Linked DNA regions of Mus musculus: region 1 is linked to region 2. A link is a contact called in public HiChIP or PLAC-seq data. All regions are on one chromosome and are shown on one strand. Each heading gives the region's core, a stretch centred on a gene start, on an enhancer-like site or on the middle of the called end of the contact. The rest is flanking DNA. Distances are from core to core; before and after follow the strand shown.

Evidence for each region. HiChIP or PLAC-seq counts read pairs in DNA pulled down with a chosen protein or histone mark.
Region 1: an H3K27ac HiChIP or PLAC-seq map of embryonic stem cells shows a contact between it and region 2, with 6 times the contacts expected there. The contact joins the promoter of Npepps here to the promoter of Igf2bp1 in region 2.

The regions. Positions count from the first base shown.
Region 1 is chr11:97,277,893-97,283,669 of GRCm38.p6, reverse strand. Npepps (aminopeptidase puromycin sensitive) reads left to right here and starts at 3,094. Exons shown (of 23, transcript NM_008942.3): 1 at 3,094-3,469. The coding sequence starts at 3,212. Gm11592 (a long non-coding RNA gene) reads right to left here and starts at 2,976. Exons shown (of 3, transcript XR_001780313.2): 1 at 2,529-2,976; 2 at 966-1,087; 3 at 361-444.
Region 2 is chr11:96,003,665-96,009,323 of GRCm38.p6, reverse strand. Igf2bp1 (insulin-like growth factor 2 mRNA binding protein 1) reads left to right here and starts at 3,380. Exons shown (of 15, transcript NM_009951.4): 1 at 3,380-3,865; 2 at 5,041-5,101. The coding sequence starts at 3,691.

The DNA of each region.
Region 1 (5,777 bases), core at 1,845-4,344, 1.3 Mb before region 2:
GACGCTTATAGACTAGAAGAAGAGGCCTTTGTTTTGTTTTTTTGTTGTTGTTGGTTTTTTTTTTTTTGTTTATTTTATTTATTTATTTTTTGGTTTTTTGAGACAGGGTTTCTCTGTATAGTCCTGGCTGTCCTGGAACTCACTTTGTAGACGAGGCTGGCCTCAAACTCAGAAATCCACCTGCCTCTGTCTCCTGAGTGCTGGGATTAAAGGCGTGCACCACCATGCCTGGCGTACGCATCGCCATTCTTATTTTTTTATTTATTATATGTAAGCACACTGTAGCTGTCTTCAGACACTCCAGAAGAGCGCATCAGATTTCGTTACGGATGGTTGTGAGCCACCATGTGGTTGCTAGGATTTGAACTCAGGACCTTTGGAAGAGCAGCCGGCACTCTTAACCGCTGAGCCATCTCACCAGCCCACGCATCGCCATTCTTAATCCTGTGATTTAATAAAAGATTGTCTATAGTTGTAGGTTCACAGTTTCCCTGTGGGACAGATTTTTTTTGTACAGGAGAGACAGCACAGACTGAAGAAGAATTCTCTCTTGGCCTATTGTTTAGTTGGCTCAATAGCAACCAAGATGCACTTTGCTCAGGGCCTAGTACTGAAAGCAATAAAAGAAGTAGAGAGTGAGCTCTTTGAAAAGTAAATGAATCAGAAGGAAAATGAAAAGACTGAGGAGTGGTGGCTCAAGTCTGCAATCCCGGCACCCCAAAGGCTGAGGCCTCAGTGTGAGAGCCTGCCTTAAAGAGAAGAAACAACAGGGCACGGTGGTTTAGGACTTTAATTCTAGCACTTGGGAAGCACAGATGGGCAGATCTTTGAGAGTTAAGTGCCAACCAGTTTTCATAGTTAATTTCATGCTAGCCAGGGCTATATAGTGAGACCCTGTTTTTGAAAAAGAAAGAAAGATAGAAAAGTAGAGGAGGAGAAATGGAAAATAAAATAGGGAAACAAACCAACTGGTGGTGGGGCTGCTGCTGCTGCCTGTAAGGCTGAGGCAGGAAAACTGCTGAAAGGCTCCGTGCCAGGCTGCTCTATATAGTGATTTTGAGGCCAGCATAGGCTATAGAGTGAAACCCTGTCCAAGAGGAAAAAAAAAAAAAAACATTAAAAACAAAATAAAAAAAAAAGCAAGCCAGCTCTTGCTAGCTCATCCTACAAAGATCTACAAACCTAATATTCAATTGCAAAACATAAGACCAAGTCCACATGAATCGGCAGAGTTCCGGAGCTAATCGGAAAGGGCTAGAGCAGGGTGGAGTTCTGCAATGGAACTCTTCCTGGCAAGGTGAGGGAAGGGAGGGGCGCACATTTCACAAAAACGGATGAGCAGGCCACTGAAACACTCATTCCTGAGCAAATTAGCAATCTGTGAGGGCTAGACAGTAATCGAGTTAGACTGTAGAATTGATGTTAAAGGGTAAACAGCTCATAGGCAGCCTTAGATGGTTATAAATCAATTTTGCTTTGACAGGAGGAAGCCTTTTGTTTTTTTTTTTTTTTTTAAATGCAAACATTTTGAGGAGATCATACACAGTTGGATTAGAATAAACCAAACTGGCAGAATTATGAAGGAAGCTGTTTATAATGTTCTCAAGGAGAAAACCAGAAACAACTGGGTCTCAATTCCAGCTCCACCAATTATTAGCTGTACACAGGTCTAGAGCAAGTCATGATCTTTCTATGTGCCTGTTTTTGCATATATAAAACAGGTTGGGGGTCCACCTCACAGAGCGTCTGAGAGATAAAATGAACGTGTAAAGTGTTAGCAAGTATTCCAGACATATTAAAGGCCCGTCTCTTTAAGAATTGCATCTGTGTTTCTAAAAAGCACGTAGGATTTTTGGAGGAAAGCAGGGCAGGTTGAGGATCCACAACTGTGCTGCCCAATACAGTAGGCATTAGCCATGTGTTGCCCTGGCTGTCCTAGAACTCACTCTGTAGTGAAGGCTGGCCTCAAACTCAGAGAGATCTGCCTGCCTCTGCCTCCAGAAGCCAGTACCACCACTGCCAGGCACCTCATTAGCATCTTTAAAATGCATTACATGATGAAATTATAATCTGAATATATTGGGCTAGGGAGATGAGGTGCAATAACTTCTGTTGTTTTAATTCTATCTAGTGGCTCACAGTGTCATGTCTGTAGGACAGTGCTTGTTTAGTTTTGACTCTACCTTACAAGTTTCTATAAAAGAAATACGCTTTTAGGAATATTTTTGCCTTGATTTAAACATAGGTCTTAGAGATAACTACAGAATGGAGGGAGCCACAGTTAGGATACTTTTACAGAAGTCACAACTGGTAAAGGGTCTTTTCAGTTAAAAAAGCAGAAACAAAAACAAGGGGCGTGGGGGTGTGGCTCAGTGGCATGGCGCTTGCCCAGCCTGTGTAGAGGCTTTGAGTTCAAAGCCTAGCACCACAGGAAGGGAAAAATCCGGAAACAGACAGTTGATCATTATTATCATCTGTGTTTTCTTAATCAAAATCTTACTGTGTGCCCAGACCATTCTGGAACTCACTCTGTAGTCCAGGCTGGCCCATGATGATCGTCCTGCCTCAGCCTCCGTGCCCAGCAATGAAGCATCTTGTTTTAAATATGAAATCGTGGGATCCTGTATTTCTAGTCTTTGAAACCACTCTCCTAAAAGGTCTAGATTTCACTGGTTGGAGCGACCTTGAATAACTAAGTGTTTCCTCGGAAAACTGTTTTCAGATCATCCCTTCAACTGGCTATTTCCTAGGGAAAAAAAAAAGCCTCAGGTCGGGCTCACACCGCTGAGGTGGAATGGCTCTTTCCACGCGTCCCCTACCCCCCCGCGCTGACTTGACCGCTGCGTAGGCTTCCATTTTCCACAGAGCTCCTCCATGCCCTTCGTGGCTCTTTCCTGCCACCGGCCGACGACAGGTGCAGCGCCAAGCGCCTCCTCTCGCCTTCCCCGTTCGCCGACCGCGGCCTCGCCGCCCCGCCCCGCCCTCGGCGCGCGCCCTCAGCGGGGTCGCGCCCGCCCCGCGGGGTCGCGCACGCAGCCGCCGCCGCCTCCCTCCCCGCCCTCCTCCCCTGCCCTCCCCTCCGCCCCCTTCCCCGTAGGCAGCCCGCCCGCACCGCCGCCCGCCCGCCCGCCCGGCCCAGGCACCCGCTGGGTCTGTCCCCCGCCCCAGCCTCCCCGGCGGCTCTCGGCAGGCGGTCGCCCGCGCCCGGTGAATGTGGCTGGCAGCCGCCGTCCCCTCCCTCGCTCGCCGCCTGCTCCTCCTCGGCCCTCCGCCTCCTCCCCTCCTTCTCCTCCTCAGCCGCTCCTCTCGCCGCCGCCGCCGCCTCCACAGCCTGGGCCTCGCCGCGATGCCGGAGAAGCGGCCCTTCGAGCGGCTGCCCGCCGAGGTGTCGCCCATCAACTACAGCCTCTGCCTCAAGCCCGATTTGCTGGACTTCACCTTCGAGGGCAAGCTGGAGGCCGCCGCCCAGGTACTGCGACCCTCGGGCGCCGGGGGGCGAGCAGCGGGCGGGCGGGCGAGCAGTTAGGCCGCGCCCGCGGGCTGGGTTGGAGGCCGGGGCGGGTTGGGCGCGTGGGCCGCGGGACCGAGCGGGAGGCGGGTGCGGCGCGCCCCTCGAGCCGGCCGGCCGGGCGGGGACCGCGCTGCGGGAGTCTGCGGGCGGTGCGCCCCTCGGGGGGCCAGCACACCTGTGTGCAGCGCCCCTGGTCCCCGCCTTCCGGGCCCCGAGCTCCGGGAGAGGCTGGGTGGGGGCTGGGGAACTAGAAGGGGCTAGGACTGCCTGCTCGGTGGCACCCCTGCGGACTGCGTTCTTTCCTGGTCGTCCCTTTACTCCGCCGGGGATAGGTTGGAAGGGGCGGTCATCAGGCACTTGAGAGCGAGGAGGGGCGAGTCTAGAAGGTTGGGGGCAGGGGGGAGTGGAGCGAGAATGTTAATCCCAGGCAGCCTCACCGAGTTCTCCCGGCCTGATCCTGCCCAGGGGCCGGGTTTCCAGGATGATCCGCCCCCTCCCCCTTCCCCTCAAATGACAGTGCAGCAGTGACTTTGTTCTCCCCTAACCTCCAGAGAAGCCGCGGAGGACCCTAGCTCCTCTTCTCCTATCCGCCTTGCTCTCGCAACCTGTGAAGCTGGTGGATTTATTGCTTCAGTGGCGGTTGCTTAGCAGTCCCCTCTTCTGAAAGAAAGCTCTCAGTCTTAGCCTGCCACTGGTGAAAATATTCCATTACTCTTCTTTGCAGTTTTTTTGGTGAATCATACGCTCCTCCCTCCTCCCCGAAGCATTATCTGGCAGTATTGTTTGATTTCGGAGACCATCCATATAGATGGCTCACAGAGGTCTCAAACGGTTACGATAAATAACCATGGGTATGATGTGTTACGTGAGATCGGAAATGAAAATTGGGAGCTGTTTGATAGCTATCTGTGACAGGAGTGGTGGAAATAGAATTGGTTCCGTTTCTTTTCCTACCCCAGCTAGGGGTTGGGGAACACGAGTGGTGGAGGAAGCCAGGCCAGTAGGCCTCAACCAAAAAGATGAGGGAGGGTGTGTGTTGCAATGAAATGAGAGAAACGTAGACTAGAATTTGAGTGATTTGAAAGCCGAGAAAGTATGATACTCGAGTTTGAAAATCTGTGTAAAAGTACAGAACTTAAAAGTATGCTTTTAGATTTGGAACATTGGCTTTGCCAGCCTTAGATGCTGGCAGCATCACTGTCCACAGCAGAGTGCCTTGTGACCTTTGGAGAAAGGGCCTACACTTGGGATGAGTTTGAATTATGAGAAAACACTAACTTTAAGGAAGCTGGCCCGAGTTAATAAATCTGGAAGGTGTGCGCACTGAGTGAAGACATTGAGGAAAAAGCAGTACAGATTTGCTTACAGGTTATTGAGGTTTATGGACATGTTAGAACAACAAGCAGCAACATGTTCCCCCGCCCCGCCCCCCCTCTAAAAGTGTGTTTGTGTGTGAGTGGGTGGGGGTGCGTGGGAGCTATGGTATGTATACTCTCTGTCTCTTACCCTTTCACTATGGGATCTCGGGTTCTAACTCAGGCTGCTTAGTTTCCATAGTAATCACGTTTACCTCTTCCTACTTCTCTGAAGAGCTGGAAACAAGTTGGAGGGCACATCTTTATTCCCAGCACTTGGGAGGCAGAGGCAGGTGGATTTCTGAGTTCCAGGCCAGCCTGGACTATAGAGTGAGTTCCAGGTCAGCCAGAGCTACCTACACAGAAAAATCTGTTTTGAAAAACAAAACAAAACAAACAAAAGGAGATGATAATATGTGGAAGATTGGTTTCTGCCTTTGCGGAAGCACAAGGTTGTATGTTACCTAGCAGCGGGACTTAGTGTCCTTGAACTCACTGTCTCTTGCCTCAACCTCCAGAGCAGCTTAGATTCTTGACACACACCATCATGTCTGGCTGATTTGTGAATCTGATCCAAGGAAGTAACTGGATCTTTTTGATAGAATAGACTTTACAAAGAAGGAACAAGGCATTCCCGTCTTTAATTTTGTGTCCTACTGTGAGTGCATAGGTGTGTGTGGGTGTGCATACACGAGTGCCGAGGCATGCATGTCCATAGAGGTCACTGGACAGGTTTTCAGAGTAGGTTCTGTGTTTCCATCATGTCGGCCCCGGGATTGAGCTTAACTCAATAGTCTTGGCAGCAAATGCCTTTACCCACTGAGCCACCTTTCTGATCTTCAAAAAAGAAAAACACAAAACAAAAAAAATTTTTTTTTCCTCCCAGAGAGTCTTTTCAGGCTAGGTGGCAA
Region 2 (5,659 bases), core at 2,131-4,630:
ACCCCCATGACTATCTTTAATATCAAAACCAAAGCAAAACATTTATAAATGCTTTGAAATGTCTTCTGTCTTCTCCTACACTGACCTAGGAATGTGAGTTGTAACAAGAAATAAGCCTTCTGGCAGGCTCATTTAGTGGTGGGCACATTCATAGCAGAATAAAGCATCAGGTTATACCATGTAGTTCCCCCAGCTCCAGTCTACAGAGTCATGTCACTGAGGCAAAACTCATGTGGAGGTTTCAAAACTGCACCTCACCCCAGCAGCCTCTATCTACTCTTGTGTCCTTAACAAACGTTTGCAGTTCCTGACTATCAACACAGAAGCCCTGTATTGGGGGAGGGGGGGAGGGAGGGGGAGGGTGGAGAGAGGATTAGAATTTAGTGAAACAGCTAACTCTAAAAAGAATCAGTGTGAATAGAAATAATTGGCACTTTGTTAATGAAATAATTTTAAAAGATTTAAAAAATAGACTGTGTAAGTATTCTGTTCTGAAATCTGTTTCCCTTACATTGCCATTTAAAAAAAAACTGATTACTTCCAGCTAACTTTAAATTATTTCTCAAATGGAAAGGGAGTCAACTTAAAAGTGAATTGAATTACATTGCTATTTGTAAGTTTTGCTTTTTTTTTTTGAGCTTTAGGATGGTAAAGGATGCACTATGTTTTGCAGTTTACAAGTCTGGGTAGGAGGTTTTTTTTTTTTTTTTTTGAGGGTTAAGCTGCTTTTGTTTTAGCAATAAAGAGAATACTGGTTAGGTTACCCAGGGGGATTATCTGATGTTTTTATCAACCCCTAAAGATTTAAAGTAAACGAAGCAAACAGCACCTAAAGTTTTTGGGAGCTGGGATGTTCTGCCAAGGTAGTTTCTTCCTTGCCCCCCAACATAAAAGATTTGGAGACAGTTACTATTTATGAAGACCCAAAGACTGTAACAGACAGCTTCTAAGACCATCTTTTAGCCCTAACAAAAATCCACACATCACTAAGAAAAGTCCCTCCCTACCGGACTTTTAATTTTCTTGAATTCCTTTTCTCTTAAGTTTGTTTTGCATTCAAAAATATTTTCTGTGAGTGTCTACTATGCGGCAGGCACTGTTTCCAGCTCATTGGCTTAGTTTGTTAAGAACTTCGCTGTGATCAAGAGCTGACAAAACACCAAGTTAGTGGGGGCTGGGGGAATGTCGGGGAGGGCGTGTGGGGACAGAGACACAGACATTTCACATCTTCCTGGACAGAAAACATTTTTTTTTTCCTATTAAGCAACTAATAGCTTGTAATACTTAGATTCCTGTTGCTTCATGGGAAGAAAAATGTCACAAAAACAAAAAACCCGACAAACACGTGGCTGGCTAGAACAAAACGCTGATTCGAGAGTGGGTTCTGAAGGTGGTGGAGGGAGACTCAAAAGCCGAGTTGGAAGCCCTCCCCCGCCCCATTTCTTCCCGGCTCTCCGGGAAAACGAGGAGGGGGACAAAGGTGCTGGGTGTTGTGTTTTAACTCCCGACTTTCCGAATGGTAGGGAATCATCCGGCAGATGGGCGGTGAGCCGAAGTCGGAACTGGCTTATAGACTCTGCAAACGAAAAAAATAACAATAAAAAAATCCAAGCCATTTATATCGGTGCAGTCAACACGTGTTACGGAGGCGGCCCGGGCCGCAGGCGACTGAGACAATGGGATCGGGACGGGGGAAGGGGAGAGTGACCCCCTTCCTCACCTGCCCTCTCAAACGCGTGCCCCGACAACCCTCCTCCCACTTGCAGACTCGAGCGGCTCAAGGACCATCCCTTTTTCTAGGGGTGTTGTCGCCGGCCCCTTCTCCGCGGTGGCCAGGCAGGGGGCTTCTCCAGGGTCTCCGTGCCTCGCTCTCCACCTCCCTCTGGCGTCGATCCAGCCTCAGCCGCTGGAACCTCGGGTGTCCCCCGCGTAGAGCCGGGGATCCCGGTACTGAGTGTGCAACGCGTCCCGCGCTCCGCTGCGCGTCCGGGACTCCCAGCGCGCGGCCCCCTCCCCCACCTCACAGACGGGGTGCGACCGCCCACGTGTCGCCCCTCGCCCAGTCCGGTCTTTCCCTCGGGCTCCCGGAGCCTGAGGATCCGGAACGCGTCGGTCCTAGCGGAGGGAAGGGACCTGGGCGGATCCACTTCCCCCTCCCCACGGGGAGGGGGGAGGGCCGCAGCCCCCTCCCCCGCTGCTCGCTTCCTCAAGCGCGGAGCGGAAATTACCCCCTCCCCGCCCCGGGCTGACCTGGGGACGTGGGCGGGGCCTCTGCACCCCCTCCCCCGGCGGCCTTCCAAAATCCAGCACCCCAAAACTAAGTTCTGAGACCCACAGCCTGCGCATGGACCATCGCTCAGTGCATCGCGGGTAGAGCGGACGCAGGCGGGCGACGCCACCTGTCCGCTCCTTGCGTGGGGAGGGCGAGGGGGACCTCGGAGCTCAACCCGGTCCCTCCCTTCTGAAGCCAACCCCTCCGGTTCGGGGTCGATCGGTGGTGCGACCACCCCTCGTCGTTTTTCCCCCACCCAGTTGATCTTCGAGGATGCTCTCGAGCCGGGTCGTGCAGGCTTTCCCCCAAGGATGCTGGAGTGTTGTCATCCAGCAGCTGGACTGGGTGCAAGCCAGCTTTTCTCCAGTGGGGATCCCGAAACATGATTTCCTGCGGGTCCCTCGTTTTCAGGCGCTGTCTCTCGTGTCCCGTGTCCGCAGCTTCCCGATCCCGCGCTCTCAGGGTCCCCTGAATCAGGACCCGGGAGGCCAGCGAAGTCTAGCGGTGTAGCGGGAAAGACAGTGACCCCCTACTTAGAAACGTAGAGGAAAGGCGTCTTTCCTTTTAAATAACCGGTTCCTGCGACCCCCTCCTGAAGACCCCAGAGTCCTCAGCTTCTCTTTGTCTGTCTCGGCAGTCCCCCGCCTGTCAGTCGCTAGCAGTTTGCCGGGGTGGGGTGGGCAGCCCAGTCTCCACAAAACGAATAAAAAAATTACCGTACATTTTATTCCTAAGAACTGGGGGGATTTGGGTCGCCACCGCCCTCCCCCCGCCACCCCCCCCCCCCGTGCAGGTCGCTGTGGGGGCGGGGCGCCGCTTTAGGGGCCAGGTTCTTGCAAAGGGGGAGGGGGATAGGAGAGCTGGGGGGGGAACTCTGCTTCCACTTTCCTGGTTTACCCGTGGGGTGCGCTGAGTGCCGCCCCCAAGATTGGAGACTGTTGGGTTGGTCCGGGTTGGAGGGCCAAGGGGCCCGGTGGCGTCGGGGGTCTTTCCCTGCAGGGTGGGTGGGGGCTGTCACCACGTGGCTTCGCCTTTTTTTTTTTTCCTGCTCCATTTTTTTTTTTTTTTCAAGTCGATTTTATTTAGAGGCGGCGCCAGGGCGGCCGCGGAGAAACGTGACACACCAGCCCGCTCGCAGGGGTTTCGGACCGAAGGGAAGGAGCCGCGCCGCGTCGTCGTCAGCCTCCCCTGCACTCGGCGGGCACTTCTCCCGGGCTCACCCAAACTCTCCCGTGACCCCCGCGTGCCCTCAGGCCGCCCACCCGCCCGGAGCTCCGGACAACTTCAGGGGTGGGGTGCGTAGAAAGTTTGCGGCTCCCGCCGCCCGTCTCCACGCCTCTCGGCCTAGGAGGCTCTCCGCCCGCGCCCGCCCGGCTCGGCCTTGCCTGGAACCGTGTCCTTGCCCCGCCACCGCCACCATGAACAAGCTTTACATCGGCAACCTCAACGAGAGTGTGACCCCCGCAGACTTGGAGAAAGTATTCGCGGAGCACAAGATCTCCTACAGCGGCCAGTTCTTGGTCAAATCCGGCTACGCCTTCGTGGATTGCCCCGACGAGCACTGGGCGATGAAGGCCATCGAAACTTTCTCGGGTAAGAGCGCGGCCACCTCCCCGGAAAACACACACACACACACACACACACACACACACACGAAATCCCGGAACAACGGGGACCTGCAGCTCCTCTTTTCCTTGCCGGCCAACTCTTCCCGGGTCCGGGAGGGCTCGGCCTCCGTCTTCGGTCCCCAGCCTCGCCCGGCCTCCCTCGACGCCTTCTCCCGGCGCGGAGATATTCGGGATTTCCTCACCCCTTCCCCCAGCCCGAGGCGCTCGTGGCGGCTCCCTACACCCCTCCCCACCGACGGGGCGGGAGCCCCGGTTGGCAACTGGTGGGGGTGGGGGTGGGGGTGTCTCACGAACACTGGGGTTCGGGTATAGGCGTGGTTTCCCCGATTCCCCCCCGCCCCTAGTCAGCCCCCCATGCGCTAGAGCACCCCCAAAGCCCCTGCCCTCCGTCCCGGGCCTTTCCAGGATGGGGGTTCGCGCACCTCAGCTCTTCCCGCTTTAACTAGGGACTAAGCCCTGAGGCAGGACGTGGGAGGAAGGGGCTCCCGCCTCCCGCCCAAGGCCTGGGGCTTGAGCCATTTTGATTTGAAAGTGGGGCGTGAGCCGGGTGGCGCGGCGGCGGTGGCGGTGGCGGCGGCGGGTCGCCATGCTGCTTCCCGAGACGCCGAGGCTGGGCCGAGAGGCGCGCGGCTACCGCGAGGGACCCTCCGCCCCGGGCCGCGCCGCCCCGGGGGCCCTCCGCTAGCCCTGTGGCCCCGACCCGGCCTGGTCGCCTAAGCCCTTCACCGTGGCTCTGCTGGAAAATAAAGTTTTAATTCTCTACTCCCGCCCCACTTCGCGAAACGATCCTGCTTTCGCCTGTCTCCTTCCTTCTACTTCTGGAGCCGCCGAAGCAAGCGCGCTCACACAAACGCTCACACCTTTCCCAAATCTGAGCAGGCTGCTCAATCAGCCCACGTGATTAATGGAAATAAAACGAAAAAAATTGAAGAAAAAAAAAAACCCAACGAAATTACGGGTTCTACCAAACCCGGAGCAACCTTTCCCCCCACAGGCCTCTGCAGCTGGTGCCTGGATTTCTAGGAGGCCCCAGGAACTCTAGAATTTAGCTAATGTCCCTTACTCACCCTTCCACCCCATCCCTCCCCCATTTCTTTACACTCATTCATCTCTTTTTTTTTTCTTTTTTTAAATCTTCAGGGAAAGTAGAACTGCAAGGAAAACGTCTAGAGATTGAACACTCAGTCCCCAAAAAACAAAGGTAGGAAAAGAGTTCCTTTTGGGAAACAGTAATATTTAGGGGTCCATAGCGTCTCCAGTGGAACAAACCCATTACTGGCCTTTCCACCCCCACCCCCAACTCCGGATGTTGGGGGCTGGGAGAGATTGGCTAGGATCGTGTAGTGGTTGTTTTATAGCTTTAGAAGAAATCCAACAACTTGGGATTGGGGTGGGCTAAAAGACATTACTTGAAAAATTAAAGAGAAAAAAAATCAATAGAGCAGGAACTCTGTGGAGTTAGTTCATAGTGTGGGACTGGGACCATTTTCTGTATGGGAGTTTAAATATGGAGAATTCAAACTAATGGTGGTGGTGATTTTTTTTTTTTTATAACTTTCTATCAGGCCTCCTTTTTCCTATGTTTCTCATCTTTTTTATAACACAATTTGTTAGTAGATTTGAGAGTGTTCTTTTTCTACTGGGGGTGATTAATGAGCAACGTACCCCATTCAGATCTCCTTATGCTGGCCTAATAATTTCTGTTATAGGCATGGATTTTGTTGCCCCCCTACACAGACCCTCATCCCCAGTCCCTCGC